2 separate regions of the Anser cygnoides genome follow, and region 1 is linked to region 2. A link is a contact called in public Hi-C data. All regions are on one chromosome and are shown on one strand. The core of a region is the stretch at or near the end of the contact, and the rest is flanking DNA. Distances in the headings are between cores, read along the strand shown. Region 1 holds the start of ORMDL3 (ORMDL sphingolipid biosynthesis regulator 3). Region 2 holds the start of IGFBP4 (insulin like growth factor binding protein 4).

What was found. Hi-C and Micro-C count contacts between places; a contact is called where the count stands out from the background.
Region 1: a contact with region 2 is called in a Hi-C map of liver, with 7 times the contacts expected there. The contact joins the promoter of ORMDL3 here to the promoter of IGFBP4 in region 2. A contact is called at or near these places in 2 of 7 Hi-C or Micro-C datasets (both in liver).

What each region holds. Positions count from the first base shown.
Region 1 is chr22:7,769,146-7,775,822 of Taihu_goose_T2T_genome, reverse strand. ORMDL3 (ORMDL sphingolipid biosynthesis regulator 3) reads left to right here and starts at 1,828. Exons shown (of 4, transcript XM_066981449.1): 1 at 1,828-1,977.
Region 2 is chr22:7,577,101-7,584,514 of Taihu_goose_T2T_genome, reverse strand. IGFBP4 (insulin like growth factor binding protein 4) reads left to right here and starts at 5,662. Exons shown (of 4, transcript XM_048053219.2): 1 at 5,662-6,110. The coding sequence starts at 5,699. LOC106049566 (collagen alpha-1(XVIII) chain-like) reads right to left here and starts at 2,207. Exons shown (of 23, transcript XM_048053179.2): 1 at 1,980-2,207; 2 at 1,704-1,846; 3 at 1,334-1,405; 4 at 1,146-1,208; 5 at 1,006-1,062; 6 at 587-802; 7 at 48-410. The coding sequence starts at 1,163.

The DNA.
Region 1 (6,677 bases), core at 579-3,078, 200 kb before region 2:
AAGCTGGACGTGGTGCTTGGGGATGTGGTCTAGTGGGTGATGGTGGTGGTAGGGGGGCTGCTGGGCCGGGTGGTTTTGGGGAGGGGTTCCAACCCTAACGATGGGGGCCTTCATTTTGAGACTGTATGGAAAAGAAAACAACAACAACAACAGAGAAGGAACTTTTCCTTCACCTAAATTTTATTATTATTTTGCAACTCCTTCAGGTGTCCACAAGGAATTTTGCCCCTCTCCCCCCCACCCCCAAAACAAAACAAAACAAAAAAAAACCATTGTGGCATAGAGGTATAATTTCAGTTCACACCAGAGGACATTCTTCTCACTGAAGTACAGTTAAGCCCCACAAAGTGCCAAAAAAACCTGCCAAAAAGTAATGTATTTACAAGTTAGTTTTACATGTTGGCATTATTTACTTGTCTGGTCTTGCATTCAGGGCTTGACCTGTCTGGGGGGGAACATGTAATGCCGTGCAAGGTTGTTTGGTTGTATGACTGACAACACGACTTTAAAATTTTGAACTGTTTGTATAGAAGCAAAATACAGAAGAGTACACTGTCCCCAAGGGAAACGTAGAAACTACCTGTTGCTTCTCAGGTTTTAAGTTAGAAGGTGTAAGCATCTGTTAAGGTGTAAGAAAAAAGCGTAATCAGCTGTTTGAGCACAATTGTTACGTCTACATGAACATTTTCCTCTCCAATTTCCAACTTGGAGTGCAACATTTTTCATCATACTCCTAGATCAGGTCCTTGCGGGTCCTTTCCAACTCGGGATATTCTGTGATTCTGTGGTTCTAGGATTCTGTGATTCTGTGATTCCGTGATTCTGTGATTCTAGGATTCTGTGGTTCTAGGATTCCGTGATTCTGTGATTCTAGGATTCCGTGGTTCTGTGATTCTGTGATTCTGTGGTTCTAGGATTCTGCTATTCTGTGATTTTGTGATTCTAGGATTCTGTGTTTCTAGGATTCTGCGGTTCTGTGATTCTGTGATTCTGTGATTCCGTGATTCCGTGATTCTGTGATTCTAGGATTCTGTGATTCTAGGATTCTGTGGTTCTGTGGTTCTAGGATTCTGTGGTTCTGTGATTCTGTGATTCAAGGATTCTGCTATTCTGTGACTCTGTGATTCCGTGATTCTGTGATTCTAGGATTCTGTGGTTCTGTGATTCTGTGATTCTGTGGTTCTAGGATTCTGCGGTTCTGCGGTTCTGTGATTCTGTGATTCCGTGATTCCGTGATTCTGTGATTCTAGGATTCTGTGGTTCTAGGATTCTGTGATTCTGTGATTCAAGGATTCTGTGACTCTGTGATTCCGTGATTCTGTGATTCTAGGATTCTGTGGTTCTGTGGTTCTGGGATTCTGGGATTCTAGGATTCTGCTATTCTGTGTTTTTGTGATTCTAGGATTCTGTGATTCTAGGATTCTGTGATTCTGTGATTCCGTGATTCCGTGATTCCATGATTCTGTGATTCTAGGATTCTGTGGTTCTAGGATTCTGTGATTCTGTGATTCTAGGATTCTGTGATTCTGTGATTCTGTGATTCTAGGATTCTGTGACTCTGTGATTCTAGGATTCTGTGATTCTAGGATTCTGTGATTCTGTGGTTCTAGGATTCCGTGGTTCTGTGATTCTGTGACTCTGTGATTCTAGGATTCTGCGGTTCTGTGGTTCTAGGATTCTGCGGTTCTGTGATTCTGGGATTCTGTGATTCTAGGATTCTGCTATTCTGTGTTTTTGTGATTCTAGGTTTCTGTGTTTCTAGGATTCTGTGATGCTGTGATTCCAGGATTCTGCGGTTCTGTGACCCTGTGGCTCCAGGCCCGGACTACAACTCCCGGCGTGCCGCGGGGCCGGGGCGGGACGCGCCGTGGGGCCGGCCGGGAGCGCGGCGGGTGCGCGGCGGAGAGCCCGGGCCGGGCCGGGCCGAGCCGAGCCGGGACGAGCCGAACCGGGCTGAACCGGGCCGGGGCCGCAGCGGTGAGTGCGGGCCGGGCCGGGCAGGGCCGGGCCGGAGGGGGGGGGGGGGGGTCCCGCGGCGAGGCCGAGCCCCCCCGGCGTGCAGCGGGGGCAGGGGGGCGGCGGCCGGTCCCGGGGCGCAGCCGGCTCCGGTGATCCCCTGCAAAACCGGGGGCTGCTGCCGGGGGCTGGGGGCGATCCCCGGGTCCCCGCTGGGCAGCGGCCGGGGCTTTGTTCGGAGCTGGGCGGGGGGAGGGACCCCCGGCGGACAGCCCCGACCTGTAGCGCTGCCCGGTGCCCAGTGCCCCCGCAACGGGGCGGGGGGGGCGGGGATCGGGGGGAGGGGGGGCAGAGATCCGGAGGGGGACACAGATCGCTGAGGGGGGTACAGATCCCACGGGGGGGGGGGCACGGATCCCACGGGGGGGGCAGAGATCCAGAAGGGGGCACAGATCCCATTGGGGGGGCACAGGTCCCACAGCAAGGCACAGATCCCACAGCGGGACACAGATCCCACGGGGGGGGGCACAGATCCCACAGCAGGGCACAGATCCCACGGGGGGGGGCACAGATCCCATGGGAGGGGGGGGCACAGATCCCACAGCAGGGCACAGATCCCACAGCGGGACACAGATCCCACGGGGGGGGGCACAGATCCCACAGCAGGGCACAGATCCCACGGGGGGGGGCACAGATCCCATGGGAGGGGGGGGCACAGATCCCACAGCAGGGCACAGATCCCACAGCGGGACACAGATCCCACAGCGGGACACAGATCCCACAGGGGGGCACAGATCCCATGGGGGGGGGGGGGGCACAGATCCCCCAGCAGGACACAGATCCAGCTGCTGCTGTGCCCCCCCACAATTGCTCTCGCTTCTTCTGCTGCTTGCATCAGCCGGGGCCTCATCCTGACCCCCGTCCCGCCGCTGCCCCGGGTCCTGGGTTCACGGCCAGGCTCCGGCCCGGCAGAGCCTCCAGCGGCCCAGCTCGGGGCCACAAAGCAGTGCTGGTTAGTCCGACGTGCCAGCACCTTCCCCTATCAGCCGCCTTTACGTGCAGCCAACATCTTCGAGGCACTCGATAACTCCGGCTCTCGCAAAGAAGGGTTTAAAATATTTATTTGCTGGGGAGATGGCGAGTGCTGTTGCTGCCAGAGATAGGGATTGCGGCTCTGCCGCGGCTCCCCCGGATCACAATCGCTTGCATGCTGGGAACGCTCAGGAAGATCGCCCGAGATAAGCACCTGCTGCCTTCCTCACCTCTGCGGTCCTCAGATAAAGCTCCCGCACGGAGCAGGCAGCGGGCGAGGCGGCCAGCAGCAGGGTGCAATCCTGCAGCACCCCGGGGAACGGCTGTCGGGAAGAGCCGTGCCCTGCCCGGCGTTCTGGGTCACGGCTGAGCAGCGGGACGGGGCGGGGGGTGGTGGTTGGGCTCCCCCCGGGGAGCAAAAGAAGAGGTGGGGAAGGAGCTGCGCCTCGGGGCGCTGGTGGCATGGCTTTAGGCATGGTCCTCCAGCAGCTGCTGACGTTGGGCTGTTTCCCCTTTTTGTAGAAGCAGGGAGGTGCTGTCACGTCAGCTGCTGGCAGCCCCAAAGCACCTTGCTCGGAGCCCCGGGACAGGTCTGGTTCTCCCGAGGGAGCCCTGGGCAGCCGGGAGCTCACGAGTGACGGGTGGGCAGTCGGTCAGGCAGGCACAGAAAGGCCCGGGCAGAGAGGAAGGGCTCAGCTCCTCCATCGCGTGCGCTGTTTGTGTCCCACCACGACTTTTTCCCTCCTTGGATGGCCACCGTCCAACGTCAGCGCAGTCCTGACCTTCACACCCGGTCTGTTGAAACATCCAAACTTTTCTGTCCTGAAACGGCGCTGCACGACTGGGAAGGGCAGCTCAGCAGCCAGCTGCTGCAGGGGCGGAGCTGGAGTTCCTCCCGCTTTTGTGTCTCGCCTTGGTGTTTTTTTTGTTTTTTTTTTTTTTTTTTTCCTGCAGGTGAACAAATCCCCGGTGTAAAATCAGAAAGCAAACAACATGGGGTCGGGGATGGGGGTAGGGATCTGAGCTTCGGCAGCGCGCTCCGTCAGCCAGACTTTTGCAATAACGTGCAAAGCTCTGTGTGCAATCTGAAGTGAGCAAAGAGCTTGGGCAAGGGCTGCGAACACGAGGTCAGAAATGGGAAAGATTCGCAAATGAAATATTTTTAAGGTGGGGAAGGCAGTGTTAGAAAAGCATGCAAAATTATCCTAATAATAGGACCTAACGCTTGCCGTCGCCACAGCTGTCTTGCAAGGCTGAATTCACCTCCTGTGCTGTTTGTACTCGCATTTCACCACTCCAGTCATTTTTACAAGCAAGGAAACTGAGGCAAAGGGAGGAGGATTGCTTCACGTGCAACGTCTGAGCTTGGCCCTTTGCCACCCAGCCTCAGCTCTGCAACTGCCCTCGTTTGCAGGTGGCGCCGGGTGGAAGTTGCTCCTTGTTTTTTGACCGCCAGACTCACAGTTGTCCCCAGATGGAAACTGCGCTTTTATTCCTCAACATCCAGGCTGCCCCTCCAGCTGTAGGCCTGCGGGCTCCTGCGGCCCTCGGATAACGGCATCACCTCGAGAAAAGAGGGGGAGCGGGAGGGCCTGGAAGATGTCACCACCCCAGTTCCAAAGAGGAAACAATCTTCTCTTTCTGTGTTAATTAAACTCGATTTTAAAGCTTCCGGCGAGGCCGTTCAGCATCAGGCTTCCTGCACCGTCGAGTTGCTCCGAACCTCCGCTGTGCCGCTAACGCCGCTGCGCGGTTTGTCTCCATTCTCTTTGCTGCTATCTTCTGAGTACTTGAGGACTATTCATCACATCTTTCTTGAGTGTTCTCTAGACTAAACAAACCCATTTCCTTCAAGCTGTCCTTGCAGGTCATGTTTTTCCTACACCTCTGCTCATTCTCACAGCTCTCCCCTGGACTCCCTCCAGCTCCTCCCAGCACTGGACAGTATTCGAGCTGAGGCCTTACCAATATCGAGGAGAATTATTTCCTTTGTCTGGCAAGCAGCACTCCTGTTTATGCATTCCACAGCGGTGGTTGCTTTTTCTTTCTCTTTTTCCCAGTAGTATGACATTTTGGACTTGGGTTACGCCTCGCTGCAGCCCCCAGATTTCCTTTCAAAAGCCTTTAGGAGCTGCAGCAGATTCGGGACGGAGCTGCTCTCCCAGCCAGGCCTGGAGCGCTGAACTCCGGCTCCGAGTCCTGCTTCCAGACCAAGCTTCCTCGTCGGGAGTGCCCGGTAGCTGACAGCCTCTCACCCAGGAGAGGTGCCAAGAGGCTGAGCGACCTGCAGATCTGTAGGGTTTTTTTTCTGCAAGGGAAACAAAAGCCTTCTCCAGATGTGAACCACCTGGGTAGCAGAAGTAGCTGAGCATCCATCAGCTCACCTGGCAGCCTCTGGTGCTGAGCAAGCACCGGCTGAAAGTGGCAGCGAGCGTCCCAGGAGCTGCAGAGTCGAGCACGAGCCGTGTGCGCGAGCCCTGGGCAGGAGCAGGAGAGCACAGCAGCTTCTGAAACAAGCCAGGCCCAGCGCTCCGTAAGGGAACTCGCAACAGCTGGCAGCGACATCCAGCGCGTAATGTTAGATCTGGCTCGGGCTCGCCTCTTGAGACTGCGAGAGCTGGAGAGAACAGCAACTTGTTCTTCAGCTGTGGGAACGAAAGCAGCAACAACACAAGGCTAGACAGCAGGAAAAAGCCCTCACCTCGGGGTCCTCTGCAAGGAGGGACGGGCTGTAGTACCTAACGAAACCACGTTTCCTTGGGACGTGGACAGTGAGGATTTCATGCAAGGCCTTCCACATGTGAAGACAGTCTGCCTTACAGGGGTTTTAATTTGCCTCTTTGCTGTGATCCCTGAAAAGCGGTATGGCAGCCCTCATCTTCTCAGTAAGCCTAAAATGTGACCAATACCTGCTGCTGGTAGCTATCAGCGCAGCAGTCCGAAAAGCCACAGCGTTGTCCATAGGGCACCGGTCCAAAAACTGCTGGTGTTACCCACTTGCAATCTGAAAGGATAACGCTGTCTTGCGTCCTCATCTCCCTGGGATTGCTTAGAAAAACCTGAGCTCCAAGTCTCCTTCCCTACAGGGGAATTCTGCTACCACTGCCCCCATCCCGCAAGCCTTAAATTGGAAAACTTACAGACCAGACCAGGAGACCAGCGAGCCTCCAGAGCATGCAGAACCCTCCTGAATTATGCGAACTAACCGGGTGATCTGTTGATAAATAGCTGCTTTGCCTTCACTCTTCAAATACTGGCGCTTGCTTTCTTAGTTTAAAGTACGTTGAACCCAGAAACATGTAAGAAACTTCATGAGCCAAGTGCTTCCATTATTAATACTGTGATGATGGCTTAAAAAGCACTTAAAGTATTCATCTGAGTCTTGTGAGTCTTGTCAGGCAGGACTCGCGTTGAACATTGACATCTTGGTTCCAGGAAAACGCTTCACACGTAGCTTCTGTCACAGACAGGCTCCCCACACGCTGTTCCCAAACGCGAGCTGCTCCCAGATTCAGCCTCCCCTCAGAAACATCAGTAACAAGGTGCAGAGAAATGAACCAACGCGGGATTTTTTTATAGCAAACAAAAATTTCAGCTTGCTTAACAGCAAGACCCTCCACCCCCGCTGTGCTTAGCTGAGAAATTTGGACGGAGGGTTAGAGCGGTCCGAGTCCTAACCCGACTCTGCT
Region 2 (7,414 bases), core at 4,413-6,912:
TGCTCCATCCCTGGGATCCGTGGGTGGAAGAAGTGGGACCCCCTTACCTTTAATCCGGGGAATCCTGGCTCCCCTCGGAGCCCTGGTTTGCCAGGGAGAGCTGCAGGTCCTGGGGAGCCGGGGGGTCCCTCGTGCCCGGGGACCCCGGGGGGTCCTTGTGGGCCTGGGAGTCCCGGTGCCCCCGGGGGTCCATCGGGCCCAGCCGAGCCTGGGGACCCCGGAGCTCCTTCGGCCCCTGGAAATCCCGGTGGTCCCACAGCCCCCGGAGGGCCAGGGGGGCCCGGCTGCCCCTCCCGCCCGGGGAGCCCCGGGGAGCCTTCGTGGCCTGGGTAGCCAGGGGGGCCTGGTGGGCCAGGCAGCCCTGGGGGGCCTGGGGGGCCTGGGTTCCCTGCAGGGCTGGATGCTCCCAGCTGCTTGATGGTTTGGAGGGAGAGAGGAGAGAGCAGGGGGCGGTCAATGTGTCACGTCCCCTGGTGCCCCCCCCAGTGTCCCGTTCCTGCAGGTCCAACTGGGGACAGACCCCACGGCCAGTGCCAGCATCGCCCCCCGTGCCCCCCGCCCCAGCACCCCCTGCCCCAGCCCTCACCTCGTTCTCTGATCCCTTGGGAAGGGCAGCGGAGGCAGGAGGGCTCCTGGCTGCCCAAGCACCTGGTGGTCCCGGTGGCCCCGGTGGTCCCGGAGGACCAGGGGGGCCCCGGGGCCCCTGGTGACCTGGCTGTCCCGGGCTGCCCGTCTTTCCTCTCTCCCCAGAAAGCCCCGGCTGGCCTCTGTCTCCTGGGGACCCCCGGTCACCTTTCTCTCCCTGTCGGGAGAAAATTAGAGCCTGGATCCCGTGCCCACCCCTTGCCAAGGAGCAGCTGAACTGTCCCCGTGATGCAGACCCCAAAGCAAGAATGCAAACCCAGAGTAGGGATGGTTTTGCACAGCCAGAGGAGCCGCAGGGTCTCTCCCGGCGGGTCCCCGAGCCCCCCCTGCATCCCCCCAGGAGCCCCCCACGCCGGGTACCTTCGGGCCAGGAGGGCCAGGGCGCACGGGGCAGACGCAGCTGGAGCCGTTGTGAATCTGGAGGGGGGGGGGTGAGCCGTGAGCTGCGGGGCTGGGGGGGGCCGGGGAAGGGGCACGGACACCCTGCACCCCCCTCTCACCTGGAGAGCTGTGTCCATTTTGGGGGCCGGGGGCACCTGCGGGGGCAGCCCCTTCGCTGTGCTCTGTGTAGAGAGGGGGGACTGAGCGTGAGACCCCCGCAGCCCCATCCCCGTCCTGCCCACCCAGTGCCCGTCCCCAGCTGCTCCTCGCAGCCCCCCCCCAATTCAGGACCCCCCCCCCCCCACACCTTGATCTGCAGGAACTCCTCTTCCTCCGCGCTCCCCTCGAAGATCCGCGGGGCGGCCGTGGGGCGGTTGTGCTAGGGCAGACGGAGAGAGCTCAGAAAGGGGATTTTGGGGTGGGGGGGGACACGGGGGGTCCTGGCCCCTGCGAGCCATGCTGGGGGGCACCAGGAGCTGCTGCAGCTGCTCTCCAAGGGGCCGAGGAGGAAGGAGGCTGAGCAGGAGGCGCTGCCCTGCCTGGGCTGTTGTGGCTGAGCCCGGCCGGGTGCAGATAAGGGGAAGGTCACGGAGAGCAGCTGGGGAGATCTGGAAGGGGCCGGGGGCGGGGGGGGTCGGGGTGCTGCTCCTGGCCGCGTGCCACCCGGGGACAGGCACCTGGGCTCGTGCACGCGATGGGGCATGGCCCGGACCCTTGGCTGCGCCCCTGGAGGGGGGCTCCCGTCTCCTGGAGCCCGCCGCCAGCGGGGGCTTGCTCAGCAGCACCTTCCTCGTGGGCTCCACCTCGCCAGCGTCTCCATCTGCGGGACCAAAGGGTGAGGGTGCTGGGCTGGACCGGGACCAGGGGCGGCCACCGCTGTGCCCCCGAGCTGTCCCCTCCTCGCCGGGGTGCCGGAGCTTGGGGGTGCCGTGCCCCCGCCCTGCCATACCTACCTTCCTCCCCGTCCAGGGTGGGCAGCGTGGGGGCCGTGGGGCTGGTGCCTGGCTCCGGGGTGGTGTCCTCGGAGCCCAGGGGGTAAAACCACTGGGCTGTGCCAGGGGGGCAGGCGCCCGGCCAGCATCCAGAGGATGCAGAGGGTGTGGAGGAGGTTCTGGGGGTCCCCGGACCCCATGCTGCTGCCTCAGGGTGCCAAGGACGGGGGGGCCTGGCTCATGCCGTTCGCCCACACCGTCTGCTCCTGCGGCCCCGACGCGGCTCCCGCTGTTATCACGGCGGGCCCCGACACGCCCCCTCGCCCGCCCCGGCACCCGCACCCCACGGGCCGCATCCGGCACGGGGCTGAGCGCTTACAGCCGAGCCACCGTGTGCCCCGGCCAGGGATGGGGGGGGCAGGCAGAGGAACCCTAGGGAAGGGAGCCAGGGCTGGGCTGGCGGAGGGAGCCGCTGACGCCAGGGAAGAGGGAGCTGGGGGAGGAGATGCTGCCTGGAAATTGGGAGTAAAAACCACTATGAGTGTGGGAAAGGGCTGGCTGGGAGCAGGGGGCACTGAATGCGGCGGGGAGCAGCTGGGTGCTCCATGGGGTCTGGGTGCTCCATGGGGTCTGCCCGGCCATGGGTGCCTGGCTCTGAGATGTGCTGAGCCGTGGGGAGGGGGCTGCGAGAGCGCGGAGAGCACGAGGGAGGCATCGGGGTCTGGTAGGGTGGGCAGCTGCAGCACCCCAACGTGGGTGCGTGTGGTCCCCAGCCCCCCTGCTCCAGCTTGGGCTGGGGGCTGCAGCCCCTGAGCTCCCAGATCCCCGTCTGCCCTGGCACTGCTGGGACCTGCAGCCCCTCTGCAGGGCTGGGGTGACTCCGGAGCTGTTGGGGTGTCGCAGGGAGGCAGCAGCCAGCGGGGCACCCCCAGCCCCAGGAACCCCAAAGACCCCGAGTCTGGGAGCCCAAAGAGCCCCAGACCTGGGAGCACGGGGGCTTCCCATCACCCGCAGGTGAGCGGGGCTGCGCTGAGCATCTCGGGGTGGGGGCAGCGTGGCAGTGGGGTGCAGCCCCCTCTCCATCTCACAGGATTGTGCTGGGCTGGGGGACGTGGAGGACCCGCGCCCAGCCAGAGCATGGGGACAGCCCCCGGGGCTGCACGGCGAGCACGTCCCCGTCCCCCGCCGGCGCTCTGCCTGCTCCCTCCGGCCCCGCAGACACAACAGCCTCCCCGGCGGGCGCTCAGCGCTGCCAAGGCCTGATAAGGTGCCGCGGCCCCAGCAGGGCTGGGCACCTGTTTGGGTTTGGCCCTGGCTTGGACACCGTGTCAAGGCTGGCGCCTCTGCCCCGTGTCACGGCCACGCGTGGCTGTGCCAGGCAGGGCAGGGGGGCTCGGGGGCAGCGCCGGGTGCCGATGCTCTGCAGGGTCCCCGCTTTGGGGAGGGGGAGAAGGGGGCCGGGGGGTGAGGGTGGGGGACACGGCCCCTGCCTGCGTCCTGCCCGCAGCAGCCCCAGCCCCCAGGCTCAGCACTGCCTGGCTCTCCCTCACGGGGCAGAGAAGATGCTCCTGCTCACGGCCAGCGGGGCTTTGCTGGCACCGAAGCCCCAAAAATCGGGTGTGCTCAGCCGTGAGACGAGCGTGGGGTTCTCAGCGCTACGGGCTGGCTCTGCTCCTCTCGCGGGGGCTGCGATGGGCTCAGCCCTTCCCAAGCGTGGCCAGGCTGCGGGCACGGCGTGGGGGTGGCTTTTGTCCCCTTGCTGCTCCCCACCTTCCGCCCCGCTGTCCCCTGACTGAGGGCAAATGAGACAGATTACACTGATGGCGTGCACAGGGTCCTGTTCCTGCTGCTGCTCCTCTGAGCTACACCAAAGTGGCACAAGGAGGGCCGGGGGGGGGCATGGGGCTGCATTACACCCCTCACGCCTCCCTCTGATGCCCGCAGCAGCCCGGCTCAGCCCTGCGGTGAAGCCTCAGCTGATGTCCAAGTGGTTAATTACCGTTAATTGCCTCAAAGGTGGCGCGGAGCAGTCCCAAACCCGCTGGCTCGCCCTGCTCAGGCTGGGTGTCAGGGAAAGGTTCTGCACCCAGGGGTGGCCGGGCACTGGGACGGGCTCCCCAGGGACACCGAGCCTGCTGGTCGCATATAAGGTCTGATCTGGGGGTGGCCCTGTGCAGGGCCAGGAGCTGGACCCAGTGATCCCTGAGGGTCCCTTCCCACTCGGGACATCCCGTGGTTCTCCAAGCCCACGTCCCAGGCTGCTGCTGCCCATGGTCCGAGGTGCCACCGCTCCGCCGTGCAGCCCACCGCAGGGCTCCGGGGCTGCAAGGGGGGGGGGGCCGGGGGAGGCAGGGGCAGAGCAGCCCCCGGGGGCTCGGTCCCTTCCCTCCGGGCACAATCCCCATCCTCGGGGCTCGCCGCCCGTTTTCCTCCCGCTTTCCTCCGCTAGGTGCCGGCACCTTGCAACTTATCGGCCCCGGTGCGGTGCCTGCGCGGGGATCGGGCCCGGAGGGGTGCAGGGGGGTGGGGGTGCAGGGGGGGATGTGGGGTGCTGGGGAGCCGGGACAGCCTCCGAGCATGCCGGGGCTCTGCCGGCCGCCTTCGGGTCTCTGCGCTTGGGGCTGGGATGGTCCCAGCCTGAGGGCCGTGGGGTGTGGAGTGGGGCAGGGCTCGCCCCACACTGGGACCTTGGCTCCGGATGCAGCCCCCTGCGGTGCAGCTGCTGCCCTGCAGGATGCCCCCATCCCATCCCATCCCATCCCATCCCATCCCATCCCATCCCATCCCATCCCATCCCATCCCATCCCATCCCATCCCATCCCCCCATCCCATCCCATCCCATCCATCCCATCCCCATCCCCTCCCGTCCCATCCCATCCCATCCCCATCCCCTCCCCCCATCCCATCCCATCCCCATCCCATCCCATCCCCATCCCTACCCCCATCCCTATCCCCCCATCCCTATCCCCCCATATCCCCCCATCCCATCCCATATCCCCCCATCCCCATCCCCCCCATCCCCATCCCCCCCTATCCCCCCCTATCCCTACCCCTACCCCTATCCCTATCCCCAACCCCATCCCCATCCCCATCCCCATCCCCCCGTCCCATCCCATCCCCATCCCCATCCCCATCCCCATCCCCATCCCCATCCCCATCCCTACCCCTATCCCTACCCCTATCCCTATCCCTATCCCTATCCCTATCCCTATCCCTATCCCTATCCCTATCCCTATCCCTATCCCTATCCCTATCCCTATCCCTATCCCTATCCCTATCCCCAACCCATCCCCATCCCCATCCCATCACAGTCTATCCCACCCCATCCCATCCTATCCCAGTCCCCCCCCCCCGCACCCCCCCAGCAGCTCAGCACCGGGCAGCGCACACCCTCGGGGACAGCAGTGCCGAAGCCCCCCGGGGCAGATCACCACGGGGGCTGCCAGCGGGGACCCGCCGGGGCCGGTACCGACCCGGGGCGGGGGGGGGGGGGCTCTCCCGGTACCGGCGCTGCCCCCTCCGGCAGCCGCAGCGCCGAACCCACCGGGTGCCCAACGCGGCACCGGCTGCGCGCAGCGGCTCTGCCCGGGGGGGCGGGAGGGGGGGGGCCGGGGCTGTCGGGGGCGGCCCCGCCGGTGGCCCCGGTGCCGGCGGGAGGTGTGGCCACGGGGCGGCATAAAGCCCCCGCCGCCTGCCCCCCGCGCCCGCCGCCAGCCCGAGCGCTGCAGCGCGGGGCCGCAATGCGCGGGGGCGCGGCGCGGCTGCCGCTGCTGCCACCGGCGGTGCTGGTCCCGGTGCTGGCGGCGGTGCTGGCGGCGGGGGCGGCACCGGGAGCTGCCCCGGTGCAGGGGCAAGGCGGGGGAGGGGAGGAAGCGATCCAGTGCCCGCCGTGCTCGGAGGAGCGCTTGGCTCGTTGCAAAGCCCCGCAGGGCTGCGCCGAGCTGGTGCGGGAGCCGGGCTGCGGGTGCTGCGCCACCTGCGCGCTCGGGCGCGGCACGGCGTGCGGGGTGTACACGGCGCGCTGCGGGGCCGGGCTGCGCTGCTACCCCCCCCGCGGCGTGCCCCGGCCCCTGCACACCCTCATGCACGGCCAGGGGGTCTGCACCGACCTGGCCGACGTCGAAGCCATCCAGGAGAGCCTCCAGCCGCCGGGTAAGGCACTGGGGGATGCGCAAATTGGGGTGGTGGTGGGGGGGGGGTCCTCTGGCAGCGCAGGGGTGGCACCGATCTTGCTGCTCGGGGAGGGTCGGAAGGGGATGGGGGGGGGGATTTTGGGGATGGGGAAGCTCAAGGAGGTTTGTCCCGATTGGTGTCCTGTGCGCTGGGCGGCAGGGGATCTCACGGCTGGGTCACATCGGTGCCATCGTCACCTGCAGTGCCACGGCCACAGCTGGTGGCACCGTGCAGCCCCTGGGCCGGGCAGGGACCGGCTGCACGCGGTGCTGTGGGGCACCGTGCTCGGGGTCCTGCTGCCGGGGGAGCTCCCGTTGTGCGGTGACCCCTGAGCTCTCCCTTCCACGGGATGCTGCCGGCACGGCCGGGAGGAAACAGGAAAGAGGCCGCGGGGCACCTGCTTCCCTCGCAAACAGGTCGGCGTGTCCTGCGCAGGGGCTCTGTGTCCTTCCTCCTCCACCCCACGGCCGGGCAGGGCAGTGCCAAGCCGGGGGACCCCAAGGGCTGCAGCCCCGCTGCCTGCAGGCTCTGCTTGTCCACCCCACTGCCCTGTCATCGGTGTCCATCGTGACCCTCTGCCACCCTCATGGTGCCCGGGCAGAGTTTGGGGATCGTGGGCAGCACCCCAGAGCTGTTCATGTGGTTTGGCAGAGCGAACAGACCCGCTCCTGGGGGCTGAGATCTGGCCCTTTTGGCGCTCTGGATGCCCATGCTGCCCCCTTCCCCATCCCATGGGCTGTGACTGGGACCACGTCCCCTGGACTGGGGGGCAGCACCCACCACGGGACAGCCCGCAAGGTGCCCTGGCCCTGTGTCCCCACGCAGGTCACCCGGGGCTCTCCGGCATGGCTCTTCCAGCTCCCTGCTGCGGTGCTGCCGGCCCCAAGGGCCGGATCCCAGCCCCTCTCTCCTCCATACCAGTGACGAGGACCCTTTGCAGAGGTCCCCCCAGCTGCCCCTCCCCAGGGGCAGGAGTCGGCTGTGAGTGCCCGGCACAGGGTCTGCTGCGGGACCCCCTGCCCTGCCTGCTTGTCCTCATCCCACATCCTGCAGGAGCTGTCTGGGCTCCCTGGCCCGGGGCTGTGTCGGGCTGCCAAGGCCTGTTGCTTTTGGCTTTGCCCCGTGTAACGCAGCATTTTTTCCCAGAGCCTTTAGGAAACAGGCTTACAGTATTTTCCCTTTCTTCCTGTGCTGTTCTGGCCGTGCTGGGGACGGGTGGGTGGCTGTGGGAGCCGGGCTCTCCCGATGGGCACCTTGCTGGCGGCGTTGCAGGTGGCAGGACG